3 separate regions of the Mus musculus genome follow, and all the other regions are linked to region 1. A link is a contact called in public HiCAR-type and HiChIP or PLAC-seq data. All regions are on one chromosome and are shown on one strand. The core of a region is the stretch at or near the end of the contact, and the rest is flanking DNA. Distances in the headings are between cores, read along the strand shown.

What was found. HiCAR-type assays count read pairs that join an accessible place to other places. HiChIP or PLAC-seq counts read pairs in DNA pulled down with a chosen protein or histone mark.
Region 2: a contact with region 1 is called in an H3K27ac HiChIP or PLAC-seq map of embryonic stem cells, with 5 times the contacts expected there. The contact joins the enhancer-like site here to the promoter of Rwdd3 in region 1. A contact is called at or near these places in 5 of 39 promoter capture datasets (the C10 cell line, the HPC-7 cell line, cranial neural crest and 1 more) and 3 of 115 datasets of contacts at active chromatin or transcription factors (T-cell acute lymphoblastic leukemia, embryonic stem cells and large pre-B cells).
Region 3: a contact with region 1 is called in a HiCAR-type map of astrocytes, with 2.1 times the contacts expected there. The contact joins the enhancer-like site here to the promoter of Rwdd3 in region 1. A contact is called at or near these places in 1 of 39 promoter capture datasets (the C10 cell line), 1 of 15 datasets of contacts at CTCF or cohesin (large pre-B cells), 1 of 484 Hi-C or Micro-C datasets (uterus) and 4 of 115 datasets of contacts at active chromatin or transcription factors (astrocytes, fetal liver, large pre-B cells and 1 more).

Annotation. Positions count from the first base shown.
Region 1 is chr3:121,170,220-121,173,029 of GRCm38.p6, forward strand. It overlaps Rwdd3 (RWD domain containing 3), which reads right to left and starts at 1,476. Exons shown (of 5, transcript NM_028456.3): 1 at 1,373-1,476. The coding sequence starts at 1,457.
Region 2 is chr3:121,792,945-121,795,754 of GRCm38.p6, forward strand. All of the region lies in intron 2 of Abcd3 (ATP-binding cassette, sub-family D (ALD), member 3), which reads right to left. Among named protein-coding and RNA genes, the nearest start is that of Abcd3, 21 kb to the right of the region's middle. Within about 2 kb of position 1,472, at least 14 of the 459 cell types and tissues checked have an H3K27ac peak or open chromatin away from gene starts, as enhancers often do. A contact at or near this core is called in embryonic stem cells, where this site is marked.
Region 3 is chr3:121,699,187-121,701,996 of GRCm38.p6, forward strand. No RefSeq gene overlaps it. Among named protein-coding and RNA genes, the nearest start is that of F3, 23 kb to the right of the region's middle. Within about 2 kb of position 1,390, at least 90 of the 459 cell types and tissues checked have an H3K27ac peak or open chromatin away from gene starts, as enhancers often do. A contact at or near this core is called in astrocytes and neural tube, where this site is marked.

The DNA of each region.
Region 1 (2,810 bases), core at 226-2,725:
CACGATACAAGAACTCGGAGACACGAGTGATCCCTTTAAATAGCTGCCTCCGGCAGAAGCAATTACCAATAGAGAGAATTGTGGAGACAGGAGATGCTAACCGATCAGGATGCTACCCAATCACAAGAGGGTGGCAAATCCCTACAATAAATCCTTTCATAGGGGTCTTAAGGAAGTTTCAAAAATATACAAGACAGGTCTAGGCACTTAAGAAGAGAGCAACTCCATTTTTCTAGAAAGTTCACATGGCCTGAAACGTCAAATCACCACAAAGATCTGTAGATGTGTGCATGCAAGAAGGCATAGGAGAAAGGGGTCACTGACTTATCTTATGGAAACCCAAAGCCCTCCTAATCATAGATATAGCTTCCTTAGGTCTAGCACATCTCACACTGTCTTCCTAGAGCTAAGCCAATTTATGGTCAGAAAAGCCATTACAATCGTAGTTACATTGTAACAGTAGAGGGATGGCTCTCACTGACCTCAAAATGTACATGACATATTTGACAGCTCAGCGAGGGTGAGAATAATTTGCATCAGCACATTTTCCCAAAAGGGGGAAATTGGGGGCACTCAGTGGTTAAGAGCACTGACTATTCCCTGGGTTCAGTTCTCAGCACCTTTAAGGCAAGGCTCTCAAACCCTCGGTAACTCCTAGCCCCTGAACGTCCTATTCAGGCCTCCCAGGCACACTCAGCATACAGGTCTATACAGGCATGCAAAACACTCATACATACGCCAAAAAAAAATTTAAAAGTGTGTGAGTGGAGCGTCTGGGTTCCTTAACGGAAGCCAAGACAAGAATGAAATTTTAGCTTTTTAAAACAATTAATAATAACAACAATAGTAATAGCTTTACAGACTATAAACTCTCAGAGGGTCGGTGCCCTGCCTGGGTTAGAAGAGAAGGTCTCCATGCTGCGTCCAGCAGAAGTCTGGAATCGGCTGCCATTTTTCAGCAGCCTGGAAAACGTAAAAATAAAAATATTTTTAAGTAAAACAACAAAAAAAATTAATAATAAAGTCAAAGGCAATTAACTCTGGAGAGTTCAAACCTTAACAAGCATTTCCTGACTGCCTTCCACGTGGCTGACAACCAACTACAGCGTCCTGTTGTCAGGGACGTGATACACAAATGCTTATGGTGGATGCCGACTATTTGGAGGAGCTGGGTTTCACGAGGAGGGCACTGCGCACCGTCTAGTTGCGGGAGAGCACGGGGTAGGGGGGCGGAGAGGGCGAGCTCAGGGGAGGGCACTGCAAGCGCAGGCCAACCCCACCCCCCAGTCCCCTCCTACTCCTGTCCAGGGCCACAAGACACCGGGTCCCCGACTCCCCGCAGTGGCCGCAGGGTGAGAGGCAGGGTATTCACCTGAACAGCTCAACATCTCCCACTCGTTGGGCCCGCAGAAGATCGCGGCCAGCGCCGAGAGCTCCTGCCGCACCTCCTCCACCATATCCGTGCGACCAGAACCCAAAGCCACTTCCGCCGCCTCCCGGAGCAAAGCTCCCCTACGGTCACTGGGGGGCGCCCCGGCCTCACAGCCAGGTCGGCTGCGGATGGCGCCGGGCGGGGGGCGGGGAGATGGGCGTGTTTATGGGCGTGGCATGTGTCCGCCCAGAACCTTCTGAGTTTTGGCCTCTGTGGTTTTCTGGATCAGAGAGAGACCTGTAAAGCCCCAAAGTCCCCTACAAGAACAACCAGGCTGTGAACCCACCGTGCTTCACCAGGCTAGGAGGAAATGGAGAGAGTAAAAAAAACCTAAACAAACAAGAAAAGCCAAACAAGGCGAACGAGCCCTTGTCAGGCTTTTGAACTTTGTGTCCTGAGATCCCACAGTGAGCAAAACACAAATTCCATGTCCTCATGAGGGTCAGTGACCCTCGTGGTCAGGATATTTCAGAAAAGAGAACGATAATGACCTCCAGGATACTGACCTGGTTGGTCACTAGCCTCGGGATTACACACAAGGTCTAGATTCCAGGGCCTCTTTCCAGTCCAAGATGAAGAAGAGGGAAGACTGAGATGAGACTCCTTAGAGATGGGGTCCAAAGCCAAAAACTAGCTTTACAGTGATTTGATTTGAGTTGATTTGATTTGGTTCGGTTTGGTTCGGTTCAGGTGATATTCGATGCATATAACATAATGTGTCTATTACCTCTCTGATCCCTGAAGCTTAATGGTGAAATCACCATCTTTGAATCTTGACCTAAATTTCAAAACACTCGCAGTAACAATAGGATAACAGAATGAGTGATGCATCTGTTTCAACCTCGACTTTAGTAAGCAAAATTAATTTGTGGTAAGTAGTTCTGTCTAGGTGCATTTGACTCCCCCCGCCCCCAAAATAAAAATTTTTAATTCTGCAGCTCCCAAGAGTCCTTTGGCTCACTCGGGGAGGTCTCATGCCACTGGTTTGTATCAGAAATAACATTCTGTGAGTTCATCAAAGAATTTAAGTAGGTCTTCAGTGACTCCTTTCACTGACTTCTACAAGTCAGAATAATTTTAACTGGGCCACGTTACTATCCCAATCATCATTTCTATTGCTAAAAGGGCAATTTGAAAAAAGGAAGAGAAATTGGCTTCCAAGAAGAGAAAGGAAATCTGATGAGATAGACAAGAAAAGCTTTTCCAGGGATGCCCTGAGATTTCAGTGACCCCAGGCAATTAGGAACCGTGCTGTGCAAATAATTAGAAAGATAAAGGTTTATTTAAACACATGATTATCTATAATGTAACCAATTTGTATTAGAAGAAAGAAAAAAAAAATAGTTCCTTTGAGTTATTTCCAAAATAGCAGTTCAAG
Region 2 (2,810 bases), core at 222-2,721, 620 kb after region 1:
TACAACAAACACAGTGTTTAAAGAGCTGAGTTTGGGCTGGTGAGATGGCTCAGTGGGTAAGAGCACCCGACTGCTCTTCCAAAGGTCCAGAGTTCAAATCCCAGCAACCACATGGTGGCTCACAACCATCCGTAACGAGATCTGACTCCCTCTTCTGGAGTGTCTGAAGACAGCTACAGTGTACTTACATATAATAAATAAATAAATCTTTAAAAAAAAAGAGCACTGACTGATCTTCCAGAGGTCCTAAATTCAAATCCCAGCAGCCATATGGTGGCTCACAGCCATCTGTAATGAGATCTGACGCCCTCTTCTGGTGTGTCTGAAGACAGCTAAAGTATACTCATAAACATAAAATAAATAAATAAATCTTTAAGAAAAAAAAATAAATAAAGAGCCGAGTTTAAGATAGCTGCAACAGTGATTATAGAATCACATCTAAGGGAACTGCGACAGACGCACAGTGGTCACGGGGCCACACTTCCTGTCACTGCAGACAACCATTAAGATGGACAGCTGGATTTATAGCACACACTTGAGCAGCTCTCCGTATTCAGATTCCAAGAAGACAGAATTACCTAACAGGAGAAAGAGAGAGGAGGTGTGCTCTCTGAGAGAAGAGTGTAAGTACTCAAGGGAAAAGCGCAGCCGAAGCTCTGAGAAGCGCAGAGTGAGAAGTGACCAAGTAGCTACTGCTTAGTTTATCTTCTGCAGTGACAGGGTTGAACCAAAGGCTTCATGCACCACCACCACTGCCATGCCCCAGACTCTTCTTAATAAATAGAAACTTTAAAAAAAAATCTTAAACGTGACTTTCCCTAATTTTAAGAAATGTCTGCTGGGCAGTGGTAGCTCACACCTTTAATCCCAGCACTCTGGAGGTAGAGGCAGGTGGATCTCTTGAATTTTAGGCCAGCGTAGTCTACAGAGAGTTCCAGGACAGCTGGGGCTACACAGAGAAGCCCTGTCTAGAAAAAAACAAAAAGGGAGGGAGGGAGGGAGGGAGGGAGGGAGGGAGGGAGGGAGGAAAGAAAGGGAGAGAGGGAGGGAGGGAGGGAGGGAGGGAGGGAGGGAGGGAGGGAGGGAGGGAGGGAGAAGGAGGGAGGGAGGGAGAAGGAGAGAGAGAGAGAGAGAGAGAGAGAGAGAGAGTCAGCCAGCCTGCCTGCCTGCCTTCTGGGTTACTAGATTTATCACTTAATGTTTTCAATATACAACAATCTGCAGATTCTAACTCATAAATTCCTAAGCTCCTTACTATATTCAATCCATTTCTAATAAGAGGAACACAGACAAAAGTAAATGAAGAAGTAATTACAGATCGACTAGCCAGAGTCATGAGAAAAAGAGTAATTTGGGCAGTGAGACACAGAAAGATCTCCACACTGAAATGTGACAAAGTAGAGGGATTAAAGCACAAAGAACAGCAAGTCTGAGTGCACACACCCAGTGCTGAGGACAATGGAGTGCACACTTAGCATCAAGACCTGAGAAAGAAAACGAATGACAAAAGGCAGAGGTGCCTACAAAGCACTGGGCTAAAGGACTAGAGAGGTCATGAATCTGTTGTCAGGACAGAGTTTGAGATAAGATAGTGGCTCCTCCCTTAGAGATTTATTTTCAAATAAATCTACAACCTTCTACAAAGATAAGGAGAAAGTGGCATCTATAGCTTTTGGTGGGAATATCTCCTTTACTATCCTTAGACTGGGAGAGTAGAAAAGAGAAACCCAAAAACTACAAGCTACCCCAGAACACATCCTTCCCAGCCCTTTCCAGACCCCTAGTCAACCATGGGGTGAAAAAGAGAACCATCTCCCTCAAGTTGTCCCAACTCCGTCCCTCTCTTAAAATATTACTAGTAGGTCAGGCATGGTGGTGCCTGCCTCTAAACCCACACCCAGGAGGCAGAGGTAGACAGACCTCTGTGAGTTCAATGCCAGCCAGGCCAGCCAAGGCTACAAAGTGAAACCTTGTCTCAAATAAAAAACAAGGGGTGGGGGGAGTGGCCTTAATGGAGAAATAAATTTTGCTACAATTTGATAGTCAGAGTGGACAAAGAGACAGACAGACAGACCAAGATAGAGAGAAGCGGGTGGGGCTTAAAGGATGTAACAGGGTAATAATCACTTTGATGCTTATTAGTCAATTCTAGAAATAATTTTAAGGAAGAAAAGGAAAGCAAATTAAACTTTATATAATAGCCTATATAGTAATACATACTAGGTATAAGAATTACATTCAAAACCATACTAATAGTACAGATATTAAAGCCAATAAACTGACACAGGGATAAATGCCATTTATTTGAAAAGAATGTCAACTTAGTTACTGCATAACCCCAAATTCCATCCTGTTATAGACCACAGCTGCACTACTCATAAGCTTCATGTTTATGTTAATGTAAAAATCCCTTACCTGGTGATATAACCCACACAACACAATACTACTCAGCATAAAATAGTATAGTAACAATATGAAGAAACCTGAAAACATCATGTTAAGTGAAAGGCCTGCAGGACCACACGTACTGAATGATCGCATTAACATTAAATGCCCCAGAGCAGGCAAATCAATAGACAAACAGTAAATGAGCAGTTGCCAGGGGTAACAAGGAGTGAATGCTACTAGGCATGAGCTTGGGGGGGGGGGGTGGTGTGAATTTAAAAATAATTCTTTTTAAGTTGTTGTTCCTTTTATTGTTGATCTTTTCTGTCTGGCTTTAAGGGGAACATCATTCCTTAATTCTGACTGAAACACACAAGCTGAACCCAGGTCATCATCTCAGCCACAAGGACAGTCAAGTTCATGGC
Region 3 (2,810 bases), core at 140-2,639, 530 kb after region 1:
TTTTAGGGTCCTTGAGTCAGCTTTGCAGTCAGGTCCCCTCCTGGACTCTGACCTGGAATTTAGAATGATAAAGGGACAAAGGAGTGGGCAAGCTGCCTGTGGTCAATTAAGTCTAGACAGGCAGCACATATATGGCTTGCTTGCCTTAGTTAGGGATAACAGAACAAGCAGGGTAGGAGTTGGGTTCCAGGGTCTGGGAACATGGACTCAGCTTTGATCCTGTCAACAAGGTGGAACTTGTCCCTGAGATGGCTGCACTCAGGAAACTACCTCCCAACACCTTAAGAAGTTTCTCCCTAACGACTCTCTACCCCCAGAGCTTCTACCAATAAATGAAGATCTGAGTGGGCTGCTCCACACCATAAGGGGTGCTCTGAGAGGGGAACAGTGGATAACTGCAAAGAAACACTGCTGGCAGCATCTTTGAGGATGGGAAGTAGTTTCTAGGCAGCAAAGGAGGTACCTACGGGGCCTGTGGACCACTGTCTGATGGACCTGGAGGTTCGGGGGGGGGGGGTTAGAGGAGTCAAGAGCATGTAGTTTTCTCAAACTCCTAGGAAGATATGACTTCATTCTTTCTCCATCCTTTCTGTGTCGGGCCAGGCAGGCTCAGCATATCCGTAAGCACTACAAGAGCATACCATTCATATTAAGCTACTTTGTCCAGGAAAAAAATCAAGTCATGATTACCTGGTGAGCAATTCAGTTGGATTTTTAAATTAGCAAATATTTAGTTAGTCGTAGACGCTGTTGTCTATGTAGCTGGTCAGCTCACTTCCTTTATAGGGCAGAAATCTGTCAGCTTCCACAGTGGGAAGGGAGGTTGGATGATTTACACCACGCCGTGCCAGGATCCTAGACTTGACCAAGCTACTTACTTTCTGTCTGATTTTGACCCAGTCACTACCTCCCCTCTCTGAGTTTTGTGTCTGATATCTGTAATGATGCTAACCTACTGTCCAGGATTGTCACACAACTTCAATGGAATGAAACTATGCTTTATAGGATGTGCCCCCCCTCCCACCCATTTGCCCTCTTGAACAACTTACTAGAGCTACAAGAAGTGAACTCAGCCTGCTTTAAGGCCATTGTTATTTTCTTCATTTTGTCCTGAAATACACCATTACCACGATGGTATATCTGGGGACACTTTTATATATCGACATCTGTTCAGACAAAGCCGTGAGCTGGGTAATGAACAGAGTCTGGGAAATCAGTGGCCTCGCTCTTTATCATCTTGCTGGAGCTGGGCTGCTGTAAGAAATGGTTGCTTAGCAACAGTATTAATTCATCAGTGCGAACAACAAGCTCCCCTTCTCGCTAGGGAAGAATGCCATCTTGCCAATCAGAACTCCTGTTCCTAGGATAGTTTGGATGCCTTACTCAAAGAGGGGGTCTACTCGAGGTAAACTGGGGACACGCCTCTGCAGGGAACCATCTATAGCATGAAAGGAGAACAGTCAGATGTGAAGTTGAGTGGGGGATGGGAACTGCATTTCTGGGCTCCTGCTCACTCTTTTCATGAAGTAGATTATTCCGGTACAAAAACAGGAGCCACACAACTGGGCTTCTGTTTCATGCTTGGCAGGGAGAGCATGCGATCTTTTTCTTTTTAAGTAGCAGACCACAGCAACAGGAACTAGGCTCCTGAGCCTCTTGGCACTGGACATGAAGGATGAACCATAGCATCCCTGATCATGATGGTACCCACAGTGACCTGTGTGGTAGGAATTTCTGAAATGCACCCCTTGCCATGTGGTCCATTTTGCTCTCTTAAAGCATTCCACTGTCTGGATCCCAGCGGCTTTTGCAGGTTGAAAGTACATCACAACGGGGCCTCCACAGATGGTGGTTTTTCCATAAAAAGAGGGGAAGAAGTGAGCCCTTGAGGTTTTAAGAGAATACAGTTTCCACAGAGAGCAGCCTCAAATGCTTTTCCAGGTGGAATGAAACAGCCAGTCAGATCTGCCCGCTTGTCTTAAAATTGACTCACAAGGCGGGTTTTCCGTAAGAGAATTTTTCTAAAAATGAAACAAAAGAGGGAATCAACTTCCAGTGAATTCTATACAGAAAGAACCCTAAATGAGCCATAAAGCATTCGGCTATTCATGGAAGATAGAGGGAACGCCCCAGGTAGAGATGTCTGGGTCAGTGGCTCTGGCCCTGGGCTTGCTGCCCTCCAGCAAGCATGGCACAGACACTCCTGCCAGCTTCCATACAGAAACAGACTTACTTCCATCCGTGACTGATGCCCCATTAGCTGGAACTGCCACTGAACACTCAGGGTTATTTGCTGAGACATTTCTCCTTTATAACGTTTTAAATTACATTTATTGGAGGGATATACGTAGCACTGAAGAATGTGTGAAAGTCAGAGGAGATCTTGCAGGAATCAGTTCTCTCCGACTATGGGGGTCCTCAAGATAAAACTCGGGTCATCAGGTTTGGCACACTGTGACATCTCGCTGGCCGGCTTTTCTTGGTTCTAATACTAGTAGACAGCTGTGCAAAAATCAAAGTCTATAGAGTTTTATTTTGTCCTGCTAGTCAGAATTCAAAAGAGCTGCTTCTCTTTCTCTTCTCTTCTTCTTCCTCCTCTTCCTCCTCCTCCTCTTCCTCCCCCTTCTATACTTCTTGTATTTTTATGTGACATGCATGGGTGTTTTGCTTGCATGCATGTCTGTGTACTGTGCGCATAAAGTGCTTTGGGGGACAGAAGAGGCTATCAGACCCTCTGGAACTGCAGCTGCAGACAGTTGTTAACTGCCATGGTGGCTGGAAACTGAACCCATGTCCTCTGGAAGAGCAGA